Regions from separate parts of the Mus musculus genome. Here region 2 is linked to region 1. A link is a contact called in public promoter capture Hi-C data. All regions are on one chromosome and are shown on one strand. Each heading gives the region's core, a stretch centred on a gene start, on an enhancer-like site or on the middle of the called end of the contact. The rest is flanking DNA. Distances are from core to core; before and after follow the strand shown.

What was found. Promoter capture Hi-C pulls out the DNA fragments that hold promoters and counts their contacts.
Region 2: a contact with region 1 is called in a promoter capture Hi-C map of liver, with 2.8 times the contacts expected there. The contact joins the enhancer-like site here to the promoter of Xdh in region 1. A contact is called at or near these places in 5 of 39 promoter capture datasets (the 3T3-L1 cell line, the C10 cell line, cranial neural crest and 1 more), 1 of 15 datasets of contacts at CTCF or cohesin (the NIH/3T3 cell line), 4 of 115 datasets of contacts at active chromatin or transcription factors (bone marrow-derived macrophages, effector CD8 T cells and memory CD8 T cells) and 2 of 9 other capture datasets (adipose tissue and liver).

What each region holds. Positions count from the first base shown.
Region 1 is chr17:73,946,081-73,953,375 of GRCm38.p6, reverse strand. Xdh (xanthine dehydrogenase) reads left to right here and starts at 3,180. Exons shown (of 36, transcript NM_011723.3): 1 at 3,180-3,298. The coding sequence starts at 3,248.
Region 2 is chr17:74,267,943-74,275,237 of GRCm38.p6, reverse strand. All of the region lies in intron 1 of Memo1 (mediator of cell motility 1), which reads left to right. Gm52299 (a long non-coding RNA gene) reads left to right here. Exons shown (of 2, transcript XR_003952320.1): 2 at 242-6,947. Among named protein-coding and RNA genes, the nearest start is that of Gm52299, 4.4 kb to the left of the region's middle. Within about 2 kb of position 4,772, at least 12 of the 459 cell types and tissues checked have an H3K27ac peak or open chromatin away from gene starts, as enhancers often do. A contact at or near this core is called in liver, where this site is marked.

The DNA.
Region 1 (7,295 bases), core at 1,931-4,430:
TGTGTCTTGAATCTATTTCACAACTTGAGCTAAGTTCCTTATCAGTTTATTTGCATCCTCTGTTTGGTCTTTGAAAAAAATTTTTTTTTGACAAAACTCTGCAATTTCTTTTTGCATGTGCTTGTAATTTAACATCTTATAATTTTTGGTTTCCATTGTTAACAAGATGTCATCCTGTGGGTTGTCATAATGGAAAATCTTCTCATGCCTTTCGTGTCTCTTTGGTGTGCTTTGTGCTTCTCTTGAGGAGTATCTGTTCTCTGGTTTGCAGCTCTTTCCCCTTCCCCATGGTCTCTATCTTTGCTTTATGTATATCTTTGTTTATTTTTGGTAGCTTGTTCTACCTTAGATTTATTATTACCCAAGCTGACTGTAATGACAGCTATTATGAGTTACCATAAGGCCCCAGGTTAGCTGCCGAAGGTACCATGCCCTTGGCTGATGTTTCCTAGAAAATTTGAAGACAGGAGAAGTAGAGTTCTTGTTGGGGGAGAAAGTCACATATTTAAGTGGTAAAATGAAGGGGTGTGGACGATGGGATAGGAAGGACTGGGGTAAGAATTAAGTCAAGTATATGGGTTAGACATATGAAAAGCAGTAAAGAAAATGTTGCATTAAATTTAGAGATAAGGAAGATGTAAGAGCTTTCCCCAGCAAGGTACAAATCACATCACATCACCTGAATTTAAAATATAAGCATATACATACTAACAAAAAATGTAAAGAATTAAAAAAACTAAGATATATAGGAAACAAAAAATAAAATAAAAAACATGAATGCAAATGAGCAATGAATGGAAATAAAAATGTTCTCAGTCAACATTTCTTATTGGTTAGGAGAAAGCCGCAACCCCACATCTACAGGTCCATTAGTGCATTGCAACAAGTTCCACCACAGGCTTCCTGTTATCCACATAGCTTCTCTCAGCTGTGGTCAGGGTGGGGAGTGTTGAGAATCTCCCTGCTTCCGGTGACCTTACCACATTTCAGCTATGGCCACAGTTTGTGTGTCTTAGGTTTACTGCTCCTATCCAGTGGCTGCAACCTGCTTACTTCCTGTGGTTCCAAAGGGTCTCTGGCTCCACAAGGTAGCAACAGCCATGGGGTCCAGAGTGATGTGTGGTGCGAACTTCCCAACTTTAGAGTCCTTTTCTCTCTCTCTCTGGAGCTGTGTCTGTGGGCTGCTCTTTCCTTTCGCAGGCAACTCCCCAAGGGCTGAGGTCAGTTCCAGCTAATTTCTCATCTCCTCTTTCAGTTTCGCCTGTTCCAGCACTGCCTCAGTCAGGTTATTTGTGCCTTCAGATTATGGCAGGGGAGGGGTACTGTGGGTGTTACCAACCCCTAGGTTTCACATTCCTATATCCTCCATCCAGCACTCTCTCAACATCTGCTGGGATGGTTTGCCCTCTTTCTTTACTTTTTTTTGGCAGAATTGATTTTACAGAGTAGTTATAGTAAGCCGTGTCTGTGAACGTGGCCACTGGACCCAAGCCAGTGACTTTTGCAAAGGTGATGGAGCTGACACTAAATCCAGCCTTCAGAGTTTTCCCTGGGACTGTGGGGGAAAGGCAGAGCTCATGAAGATGAGTCACTGAACAGAACACCAGTCCATCATAGGAGTGTGAGGAACAGGGAGTTAACAAAACACACCTTAGGTTCAGCCTTAGTCCCTCTCCCCACCCTTTCCCTTCCAGGTCACCACATCTCTGCCTCTACTTGATTGACATGTTAGGTTGGACAACTCTTTATTGTGAAGGATTATCCTGGGCTTGGGATGGTTAGTTCCATTTCCTGGTCTCAGAAGCATCATAATCATCATCATCATCATCATCATCATCATCATCATCATCATCATCATCTTCAACAACAGCCCTACCAGGCATGTCACTAACATCCCCAGACAGCCAAACTGCCCATTTCGTAAGGAATTTGATTCCGGGTAGCAAGTACTGTTTTATGATGACCAGAATATCCTGGACCGAGAAACTTGAAGGGATTTGGTGCATAAGTCTAAGGGTAAACTGGGATATCAATTGACCGACAAATAAGTTCATTCTTGGTTCCGTCAGGGCTGTGCCAGCAAAGGGGCGTTGTGTTGATGATGTGACTGTCCCAGGAGTCCTGTTTCCCAAAATGTTGTTGCTGCACCAGGCTCATCTGACCATGCACTTTTCTTCCTTTTCTGTGGTCTTCCAGGACGATGACACATGTGTCCCTGTAGGTTGGCTGAGTGATTGAGTGACTGCAGGGCTGGGGAAGGACAGAGTGCCTGCTGATGTGAAGATGGGTGGAATGGAGTGGTGGGAGGTGGAGCAAGGAGAGCCCACGAGTGTTGTCTGAGTGGATGCTGTGCATAGGCATTTACACCAGAAGCTAATGGTCCTTGATGGAGCTGGGGGCTCTCAGCTCTATTAACAGACTGTGGTGGGTGTTGTTGTATTAGCTTATTTTATTTACTTGGTGCTTGTAATATGTTTTGGTGTATGAGTTCCTCTGATAATTTGACAAGTTTTGTGAAATTCTGGAACATGATTTGTTATTGGGATTGTTCCTGTGACTGTTCAAAAGTGATTATTTCCATTCTCTGCAAGTTTATAAGGCACGCCCGAGAGACCTTTTGCTTTTCAGCTTTCTGCTTTTGGTGTCATCCTGATGTCCCTTTTCCAGGAAGAAACAGCTGAGTCCTGCAGGCGATAAGTGACAGGCTGTAGTCAAAGGTCAGGGTTTGAGTCTGGACATAAGGGTCTGTGTCTCTGACCTTCACATTCTGCCAGGCCCTGAGAGAGTGAGCTGTGCAGGCCAGTGGCGAGCCTGTGTCAGGGTGAGCCGGTTTGGGAAAATAACAAGTGTGAACGGGAAGAGAGTGAATCAGCCTCAGTGGCTGGCAAACTGCTCCTTCCCTGCTCTTCCTGGTATGGCAAGTGGGAGGAGGATGAAGCAGGTTTCACAAGGGCAGGTGCCCAGAATTCACAGTCATCTGGTGCCAAGATGCAGGCTTCCTTAATCTACGGCTGCACTTTCCTCTGTGCACTTTGACTAGGAGGACAGAGTAGGATCTGTGGATTGGCTGTCTGGTCCTTCCTGGATTGTGCAAACCTGTGACTCTTGCCAAGAGCTGTCCATGCCTGGAGCTGCTTCTTTCTCATTGGCTAACTTTGTTTCATTTTGCTGGGAGGCGTATCTTTCAAGTTGCAGGCAGTGATATCTACAAGCACCTCGCAGCAGCTCGGGGACTCCGGCCGTCACGATGACGAGGACAACGGTAGATGAGTTGGTCTTCTTTGTGAATGGCAAAAAGGTAAGTGGCAGTTGACCTTTGGTTTAGAGATTCTGCTGTCTGAAAGGGGACCTGTGTCACTTCTCTTGTGTGGACACTTTGATGTGTTCTGGTCTCATCTTACCCCTCAAAAGATATTGCTGTAGTTTGGTAACTTTAGAGCAAGATGAACACAGGCAAGACGCTCAGAGGGCAAAGGAGGAAGGGGAGGGAAGAGAGAGGGATGGCCACTCTATGCTAGAGGACACACTGGCTCAGAGGTGGGAAAAGGAACAGAGTCTAGGTGAGAGGAGGAGGCAACAGCACTTCCCTATTTCTGTGTTTCTTCTCTGTTTCTAGTGTTTCAGTGGCTCTCTTTAATACAAACAGCAGGAGGCGGGCACTTTTATGCTAATGCCGGAACATAAAACACACACAGCCACTGGTTCTGATATATGATCCTGTACATAGATTTAACTAGAGCTGATTTACTGTGCGGCAACATATACTGACACCTTGTGGCAAGCCATTATTGTCATTATTTTCATAAAGGACTCCTCCATCACCATCTCTCAGTTCTATATGTAAATATTGCAAACCCCTTAAACGGCACTTGTGAATGTAGGTAAAGTGGTATGGGGTCCACAAAATCCCTGATAGCCTGAGAATCTTTGCAAGGTCAACTCGGTGCAGGGAGAGAAGGAGCAAGCTAAGTGTATTGTTTCTGGCGTTGTTGGCCTCCCTTCAAGGTACTCCCAGCACTGCAGCTCCCCACTTGAGGTCACAGGAGAAGAACCCTCATTTCCCCCACTGTAACTGGCCACATGGACTTCATAAACCATGAGTGGGCCAAAGGCTTCCCCCCCTCCCCAAACAATTTTACTTGTTTTTTTATTTTGACACTTTTGTGTTGATTAAAGAGACTGAGTAATTTCTGAAGAAATTTGCAAGAATGGACATGTGATTTCAAGAATTCCTAAGGGCTTAGACTGCCAGCATCTGCTTGGCTAACTAGCACGCAAACTTTAGGAGTCATTTCAACACCAGTACGGTAAAGCCTGTGGATTCAGTGGGAGTGGCCCCATCCCTGGATCCCTGAATCTCTCTGATATATTGCTTTTGTGTGTGTGTGTGTGTGTGTGTGTTGGGCAAGCTTGGACCAAGACAAGGGCTAGGGTGAAATGCCTAAGCTGATGGTAGTAAGGCTTTTGAACTCAATCTTTTAAATGTCTTTTGTGCCCAATGGTTGCATCACAGAGGTGAGGAAACAGCTGTTAACTTGGCTCCCTGGAAATACTGTGCACACACAGACATCATCATCTTTGGGATGCTCATAAATGAATTTTTCCCAGTGAGCTAGTGGCAGGTTCAAAGTGTTCTGAAGGTCATATCTTGCTCTAAGGTCGGGTGTTGATTTATGTGTGACCCACAGTTCTTCTGGGGGGATAGCTTAGTGTCAGCCTCTGGTTCTAGAAAGGAGTGTTTTTGAGGTGAACTGGCTTGGCTGAAATTGCTTCTCCTTGCATTTTACTAGCACTGGAGAGAAGTGATTTTTAGATTTTTTTAGAGTGTAGCATCACACCAATCCCTTCTATTCCTGGGAGCTTCTGGTCCCGTCAGGTTATCCTGAGGAATAGCCAGCCTGTCATTTAAAAAGGTGTGAGCTCTCCAGAAGGATGAAGAAAGTAAGGGCAATTGGTGAGTAGTAAGAAGCCAGAGCTAGCAGGCAATCTGAGTGAGCACAGGCAGATTGAGTAAGTTCAGATTCATTTCCTTCTTCAAGATGTTCTAGGCATTGGGCCAGAGAGATTGTGCAAAGAAATTACCAAACGAGCGGTAGAAAGATGGCAGCTGGTTCTCCTCAGGGCACCTCTTCCTTTCCTTGTTTTCTACACTGCATGGTTCTGTCTGCACCAGTGGGCTTAGAGAGGGCTCAGGTATGAGACACCAAGTGCCTGTGGAATCTTCTGGGAGTGACCTGGACCTTAGTGACCTGTCCTCTTCTGGAGTCAGTACTAAAGGGAGAGCGTTGCTCAATATTTCACCAGCATTGTGGGTGATGTCCTCTTAAGGGGCCAGGATTCTAGTTTTACTGAGAGGGATGCAAGAGAAATCCCTACAGGAAGAGGACATAGCTGGAGGCATGCAGCTTTATTCTTTCACTGGATAATTATAATTTTAATGTTATAGATTTAATGTATATAGTATGTTATCATCCTTTAGGACTGTCTTCCTTTTTTCTATCCTTCATCCTTCTTTCCTTTCTTCCTTCCTTTTTATTATTTATTTATTTGAGACAGGGTCTTACTATGTAGACCAGGCTGGCCTCGAACTCACAGAGACTGGCCTGCCTCTGAACCTTGAGTGCTGTGACTAACAGCATGCACCACCACAATACAACACAATACCCAACAATCATTTTATTTTTAAAGTTCAAATTTTCAGAGCAATCTACTCACTCATTTTCTTTGAGTTCTATGTATTTATTCTCTCTCTGTCTCTCTCTCTCTGTCTCTGTCTCTCTCTCTCTGTCTCTCTCTGTCTCTGTCTCTCTCTGTGTGTGTATGAGAGAGAGGGGGAGGGAGAGAGAGTGAGAGAAGATATTAATTGAACTCAGCTTAGGTTATCAAGCTTGATGGCAGACACCTTTATCCACTGAGCCATGTTGCTGGCCCATCAAGGCTGGCCCATGTTACTTGCCCTGCAGTGTGTTCCTTTTATATCCCAGGCACCACAATACCTGGCAGAATCAATTAAAGGGAGGAAGGAAGGAAGGAAGGATTTGTTTCGGCTCATGGTTTCACTGGAGTTAGTCCACAAATAGGCCTCGTAACTTGAGCAGACGATTACGGTAAATAGAGGGAAGGGGTCATTATCCACAATATGACAGAAGAGGAGATGGAGAGAAGGAAGTGCCAGAGTTTGGGTATAGCCCCCAAAGCCTCCCCACAACCCCATGACCTACTTTCACCTCAGCTCCTAAAGGTTTTACAACCACCCTGTCAGCTAGGTAGCAAGTGCTGCAAATATGGCCTTGGAGGGAATATTTCAGATTCACACTGGGATGCCTGCCAAGTGTTTTCCCTCTGGGCTTTCTGTGGAGACTATTCCGTGGGGCACACCGTGGGAAGCTCGTGAGACACAGCTCCAACGTAGCATGGCTGTTCTGTGTAGATATTCAAGAGAAGGTAGCGAGGTAGAAAGCCTTGGGTAGGGCAGCATATGAAGTCTCCCAAGAAGTCAATATGTCTGAGAGAGAGAGAGAGAGAGAGAGAGAGAGAGAGAGAGAGAGAGAGAGAGAGAGAGAGAGAGAGAGAGATATGCTCAAGGTACGGGACTAGGAGATATGAGATGGATTTTAACTTCAATCAGACAGACTTGCTGGGGAAGTAGGAGGCAGGATGGCTAAAAGTGAAGACATGTTTAAAGGGGTCTTCAGAGACACTGAGGAACTTACCTTGAATTTGTAGGTGGTCCCAGCAGGCAGTGTGTGTGTGTGTGTGTGTGTGTGTGTGTGTGTGTGTGTGTGTGTGTGTCTAGTGTGATGTACTATAAAGGAGAAGGAGAAACAAGGCGAGAAATGGCACACTAAGGTCACTGATGCCAACCAGGAGGGTGATAAATGTCATTTTGGGTCATTTTTATTTGCCTGTGTGACTTCTCCTAGAAAAGAAGCTTTGCCTTAATAACCAGGATATTGAGCAAGCTGGAATCCTGGGGTGTTATCATAAAAGGAAACTAATTAAAGAAAACATTAATTTTAAACTTAAATTAAAAATTATACGAGTATGTTGTATGATTGTATATGTTGTATGTTGATCATATTACTCATATACTCCACTTCCTCCCCTCCCCCTCCCGTTTGTTCTCTTTCTTCCTACATAGTTTCACTTGTACCATCATGTCATATACATACATGTCTATATAAAGATAGATCCCAAATGAGAGAAAAATGTAATATTTGTCTAAGGATTATACTTTCTATCTTGCACGTTTTCTTTAAATATTATTGAAGGGGAAGTTCTACAAGTTTCAGGAA
Region 2 (7,295 bases), core at 3,523-6,022, 320 kb before region 1:
CAGAGGCAGGAGGATCTCTGAGTTCGAGACCAGCCTGGTCTACAAAGCCAGTTCCACAACAGCCAAGACTACAGATAGAAACCATGTCTCGGAAAACCCAAACCAAAATCCCGGCTTTCTAGATACCTTTCTTCTGTTGTACACAGAATAGTAGTGAGACATCTAGTTCTTTTTCAGTGACTTTTATTTTATAACTTGAGGTGACTTAGTATTTATGTGCTGTCTGTCTGTTTTCCTTTAGAATTTACCTGCATGGGGACATAAACTTGCTTGTCTTGATGGCTGGCGTTTGCATAACTGGAAACAGCACTGGTATATCATAGGCATTTACAAAACCTATTTAATAGGTTGATGCATGAGTGAAGAGTGTATTTGGAAGGAAATGATTCTGGTTTTAAAAGGTGACATTACAACTATCAGTTTTGTATTCTCAGTATCCAAAATGCCCAGATATCAGTAAAGGCAACAGTTATATATTTACTAATAATTAAAGACTTAGCAATTTTGTTCTGTCTGTCTGCCTGCCAACCTACCTACCTACCTATCACTCAGTCAGTCAGCTGGAAAGTTTGATTAATGCTTAAGAGCACTTGTTCTTGCCAAAGAATCCACGTTTGCTTCTACACACACACACACACACACACACACACACACACACACACACGGAGGCTCACAATCATCCTGTAACTCTAGCCCCGGGGGTGCCCTCTTCTCACTTCCTGGGCCACTAGATAGACATGTAAAAATAAGAAAGAAGTTAAAAAATAGTACCATTAACTTGTTTATTTGATCTCATTTTTATACTTAGTACTTTTGTTTTAGAATCTGACCCAGGGCACCATACTACATTAATAACCATGTCTTTAATCTCTTCTTACATGGACATTAATCTTTTTTGTTTTCCATGGATGACACATTTTTGGAGAGGTGTGTGAGAGTGTGTGAGTGTGTGTGTGTGTGTGTGTGTGTGTGAGACAGTATCGCATCATATAGACAAGGGTGTACTGGGATTTTATAGGTACTTCAGGCTAACCTTGAACTATGTTTCTACTGTCCCAGCTACCTCACTGCTGGGGTTACAGGCATGTACTGTCTTGCCTGAATAAAATTTTAAGAGTTATTTTTAAGTATTTTACAAAATGTTGGAGGAGGTTCTTCTGGCGCCCCCCCCCCACCCCCCCCATGATTAGGTTGGGAGTTGTAGATTTTGGGAATAAATACTAAAGAGGCAAATTGAGTTGATTATATTTTGGTGATGCATGGTACAAACCTTGGTGAAGTTAATCTTGCCTTTGACTGGTTGGTTTAGGTAATGAGTGTTTTTTCCATGTTTCTCTGCTGTATAAGGTGACTATCTTTCGATTTCCATATTTGGTCTTTGAATTAGTTCTGGAATATTCAAACACACTATTATGACTTTTTGACTTTTTGGTTTAACCTGTATTCATGTAAGTTCCTTTTATTTTATGTCTTTTTTTTTTTTTGATAGGGTTTCTCTCTGTGTAGCCTTAGTTGTCCTGGAACTTGCTCTGTAGACTAGGCTGACCTTGATCTTGTAGAGATCCTTCTGCCCTTATCTCCTAAGCACTGGGCTTAAAGACTTGTGCCACCACCTCCGAGCTGTAAGCTCCTTTTTGGTGATTGTAATTCTTTAGGTTTAAGAAATGTAAAATGTGCCCATTTAAAAGATTTTAAAAGTGGAGATTCTGCCTCTCCTGGACAGGGCCTGCATCCCTTCCTCACTGCTTGCAACAAAACAGCTTGGTGTGTTTCTGATTTCCTTTAGATCCTACTCTATCTAGTTTGTTTGTTTGTTTTTGTTTTTTTAAACAATCTCTCTCCCTTCTGAACTGTTGCTTCATCTATTGCATAATTGAAGAGTAAATTTGTTAGAATTTGGTGGAACTGAATAGTTGAGACTGTTCAATAGATTTTTTTGTCAATGTAGATGCTTTTCTCTTTTTGGCTTTTTGCTTGTGGCGTTCAAGATTGCCAGATAGAAAATTAGGCTAAATATCGCCAGAAATCACATCTGTCAAATGATTGTTTTTAACATCTGAAAATATAGGATAACACTTTGAGAGATACTTGATGCTGTGAACTGAGAGAGAGAGAGAGAGAGAGAGAGAGAGAGAGAGTTGCTGCTGTGGGAAAGAAAAGAACTGAGCTCTTAGCTGCTGCATCATGAGGTGTCTGCCAGTGTGGTTAAGGAAAAGAGCAGTCACTCAGGAAACGGGATTCTTAACTACTTACTGCACTGCCCGGCGCGGGGATGAAAAGGGGGGGATGGGTGAGATGACCCGCATCCTGCCAGAGCTCGGTGAGACTGACTGGATGGGGCGGCGGAGGCGGGTGGTGGTGGAGGGTGGCCACGGGAGATTGCTGTGGGACCCACGGAACCAGAATGGGCAGTGCTAGGCTTAGGCCACCGGACCACGCTCAGTGGGGGTGGGGAAGGCGCAGTCTTGGCTCTGACTCAGGCGCCACAGACTTCTGGGTACCACGGAAGAGTCAGCTCAGGGGTCTCTGGGCTGCATGGAGGCCAGGAACTACAGGTTCTCAATCTTGGGCATCCCAGAGCCATTGGATGTTGCGGCTGGACGTCTTGAAAGAGCTGAGAATGAAGTGGGGAGCCCCCAGGGGCAGCTTGGTCAGCCCCAGGGTTGAAGGGAGAAGGGGTAGGGGGAGAAGGCGCTGCTGGGTGGTTCCTGCGTGGGCATGAGTCCTTGGTCTGGTCTGGCGGCTGGAAAAGCTGGTAGGCCTTTCTGCGGGAGATTAGACTCAGCTCTTTTGGGGAAGGCCTGGTCCATTGCTATAGCATGGGGGTCTTGATGAGCAGAGACAGTCCATGGTTTTAGAGCTTTATTGTAGAAAAGCAGAGGGGGTGGGGCATGGCCATGTTGCTTGCTCTGCCTCTTGATCTGCTGTTGACTTTATTTAGCTCTTGTGTACAGAAAACTCTTGGGGTAAAGGTGTGACTAGGGCTGAGCCACACCACAGCAATAAACAGGTTTTTCTAGTTTACAATCTTGGGGTTCACAGTGTGATCAAATATCCTGCAAAAGGAAGGCCTTATTTGAACTTATGATTCCAGGGGGAAATAAGAGTCTGTCACCATCATGGTGGTGAAGTATGGCACTGGTCCAAAGATTATCTCTGTACAACACTGAAGAAGACAAGGGCCGGACCAGAAAACTACAAATTTTAGCCTTGTGGTGGTGGCATAGGCCTTTGAGTCCAGGAGGCAGAGGCAAGTGGCTCTCTTGAGTTTGAGGCCAGCCTCAGCTACAAAGTTCCAGGATAGCCAGGGAGACTTAGAGAAACCTGTCCTAATCTGGCGAGTAATGAAGGGCAATTAGGGATATTCTGCAAATGATGGGGTTAGAGCGATTGGGGACAAGTTTGGTTGTCAGACAGATGTTAGTGATAAGGGGGTAACAGAACAGTTGTGACCCAACTGTGGAGTCTGTGGTACAAGAGTCCTGTCTTCCTCAGGCAGAGCTACATGTGCATAGATGGCATGTGTTTCTGCAGTCATTGGACCAATGCCAATTGCTAGAGTTAATCTTCTACTGGACTTACTATATAAGATGTTGCCAGTACATTCCCTGTCACAGATATATAATGTAGCAAGTAACTATGAAATTTTTTTTTTTTTTTTGTCTCTCTGGGTGTCCTGAAACTCACTTTCTAGACCCTCTGTCCACAGACTCACAGAGATTGGACAGTCTCTGCCTCCCAAGTATGGGATTAAATGCATGCGCCCTGCACACCTCTGTGATTTTTACTACTTATAAAAAAAGGTCAAAGTTTCAAATAATTTTGAAAATCAGTAAATATTTCTTGGTATCTTTTCATGATAAAACTCTATGAAATCAATAATTTTCAAAGCTTTACATCAGAATGATTATTTCAGTTTTTTTTCCCCCATGAAAAGATTGTCTTTAAGTGGTAATGCTCGTATGTCAGTATGTCATTTTTCACTTGAAGCCAGTTCTCCATGCTCTTTATGTATGTCCTGTTGGCTGTCATGTTGGGATGTTGGGATTTCTTGGTTTCTTCTTCTTCTTTTTTTTTTTTTTCTGTTTTTTTGTTTTTGTTTTTGTTTTTGTTTTTGTTTTTAGTTTCTTGAGAAAGGGTTTCCTGGCTGTCCTGGAGCTCACTCTGTAGACCAGGCTGACCTCAAACTGAGAAATCCACCTGCCTCTGCCTCCCAAGTGCTGGGATTAAAGGCGTGTGCCACCACTGCCCGACTTTTTTCTTGGTTTCTAATACAGCTTGCAGGAAGCATGTTAATACCAGTTTTGCTTTCAGACTGAGCTCTTATCCCCCTCTTTGTGGGGTCAGGAACATAACTGGGCACCTGTTGTGTAGGCTTTAGACTTTTATCCTTGACCATGAAGTGAGAGATACGTCTGCAAATCAATTTTTCTCTTCTTGCAGGTTGAGAAGATAGTAAATGCTGAATAAAAAAATGAAGGAGAGGGGTAGATTAATAAACAGCAGGAATATTCTCTCTCTCTCTTTTTTTTTCTCTTGGAAAGGTTGGGAAATGTCCAGGGCTACAGTTGCCAACTCCTTTCTCTTGTCTTGTTTTTTTCCTAGGGGTTGTCCTGGCAGCTGTCACCTGTCATGACAGTGGGTATCTGTGTTTTTAACATGGAGATTGAGTTATAATGAAGTTAGAAGTAGTCTGGCAGTCACTCAGGTATTCGTTTTAGTCTAAGCAGTTTTGACAAGTCTACCTGAAAAAGAACTGGCCTACAGGCATTTTGACCTCTAAGATAAACAAGATTAGGATGTGGTAAAAATTCAGTTAGGTCACTCTAGACAGTTCTAGTAACAGTCACACAAGATTATCTAGAAATGATATGTGTATGTATGCACACAGTTACAATACTTATAATTTCATATTGATACTATCTAGAGGTGCAGGATCATTTTTATTTTCTCTACCGATTGAATTAGAAGGCAGGAATTTCTGAAAGTCAAGCAAGGCTAAAGTTTATTCAAGCACTAGTTACAAGTAGAGAAGCAGACTTAGTGAAAGGAGGGGATCCTGAGCTAGAGTCCCATTTGGGTGCTAGACGATGCCAGGGTTTATGGATCTTTGGATTCTTAATTTAAAAATAGATTCAAAGGAAGCTTGCCTTTTTTTTTTTTTTTTTTTTTCTTTTTTTCTGAGACAGGGTTTCTCTGTATAGCCCTGACTGTCCTGGAACTCACTCTGTAGACCAGGCTGGCCTTGAACTCCACCTGCCTATGTCTCCCAGGTGCTGGGATTAAAGGCGTGCACCACCACTGCCCGGCTCAAAAGGAAGCTTAAGGACAGTTTTATAAGAGTTTAAACGAGAAATACCAGGGCAGGAAAGCTGTAAATCTCAGCAGCTGTTGGGAAGAGGAAAATAGAGAAAAGGCTACATACTATTTGAGTTAAGCTCTCCTGGAGATTAGCCACAGGGTGAGGAAGGGAGCTTTAGAAAAAGGCAAGGACAGGTGGTTCAGTAGTTAAGAGCACCTGCCTTTAATCCCAGCACTCAGGAGGCAGAGGCAGATGGATTTCTGAGTTTGAGGCCAGCCTGGTCTACAAAGTGAGTTCCAGGTCAGCCACGGCTACACAGAGAAACCTAGTCTCGAAAAACAAAAAAGCACCTGATGTTCTTTCTTGTAGAGGGCTGAGGTTTGGTCCCAGCATCTGGATGATGGATGACTCACAACTATAATTCCATTTCTGGGCGGCATAGTAAGCACACATACATGTAAAACACAGACAGACAGACACAAGTACACACACACACACACACACACAATTGTGTAGGTGGGGAAGGGAGAAGAGCTGAATCTGGGCTGTGGTATAGGGGATGAATATGATCAAAACACATTGTTACAAATTTGTCAAGGAGCTAGCAAAATTAAAACAAACAAACAAACACTAAAGACAGAAGAAAGAACAAGGAAGAGTTGCATGTAGAAAGGTAGGCAAACCCAGCCACACCTCTTGGTGCTCTGCAGGGATTGCACTAGGGGACAGTAGTTCTGGAAAAGAAAAAGTACAATGTCTTATAAAAGATAGAATTATTCTGCTGTTCTTTGTATCAGGCTGAAGTGAGTCCACCTCTTCAGGGGAGATTCCGCTTCCTGCCTCCTGAGGGCTGCTCAGGTGATTGACCGTCTCATTGACTTCAGTAGCTGGGAATGCTAGATCTTCACTTAGGCTAGAGAGATTTCATCTTGATGAGAAAGACCTAGTCCCTTAACATGCTTTACTGCGTGTCTCTTTCCTCCAATATCAACCTTAACAATTCTACCTCTTAATGAATTGTAGAATAATTTATTATAACATAGAATTTCTGATCTGCTTAGTGGGCAAGGATTAGAACCTGGAATGGTTACCCCATAGTCATGTTATGTAGTGGGCATACCACTCAGTGCAGAATCATGCTGACATTGCTTAATATGGTATAGTTATCATTTTTTTAAACTACATAACTTTGAGGAAATATGTGTTTTTGTCAATTTGTTAAATACAAGGTGACAGAGACAACCCCATGTTGTTTGCTTTTTCAGCCCGAGGAGTCCCTTAATACTTTGGGACCTCATTTTGGCTTTAATGCTAAAAAAGAATTTCAGGACTAGTCAGTGTAATGAAATAGACTTGGTGATTTTATTAAAAGATTCTAAGATATGCTCTTATGTATGATGGTTAAGGAGAAAGAGGTGCTCAGAAAGACATACTAAATGTAATTATACTTCCTAAGACAGAATAGGGGAAAGTGATTGTCTGCCTGTCTGTTCATCTGTCCATCCATCTGTCCATCCATCCAGAGTGCTGGGTGATCAGTGACCACCCAAACCACCCTGAGCTTCCAAATTCATGTCATGGTCAAGAAGAATTTGGACAAGGATATTTGAACAAGAAGTGAGCTGAGCAAATGTAGACTTATTTAGGAAAAAGGAGGAAGAAATGAGGATGGGAGAAGTTCCAAGAGATACCAGTGGGCTGCTCTCCCCAGTGGCCTTTTAAGGGCCTTAGGCAGAACTGAATGGAACCTGAAGTACAATCTTTATTGAGACTGGTTATTATTATTTTTTAAATCATAGAATCATGCTGACATTGTTGTTACAAGTATTTTGCTTGTATATATGTAAGTTTATCATGTGTGCAGTTCCTACGTAGGCCTGAAGAGGGCACCGGATCCTCTGGAACTGAATTTACATGTGGCTGTGAGCTATCAGATATGGGTGCTGGGAACGGAACTGAGGCCCTCTGCGAGAATAGAAAATGCTTTAAACCA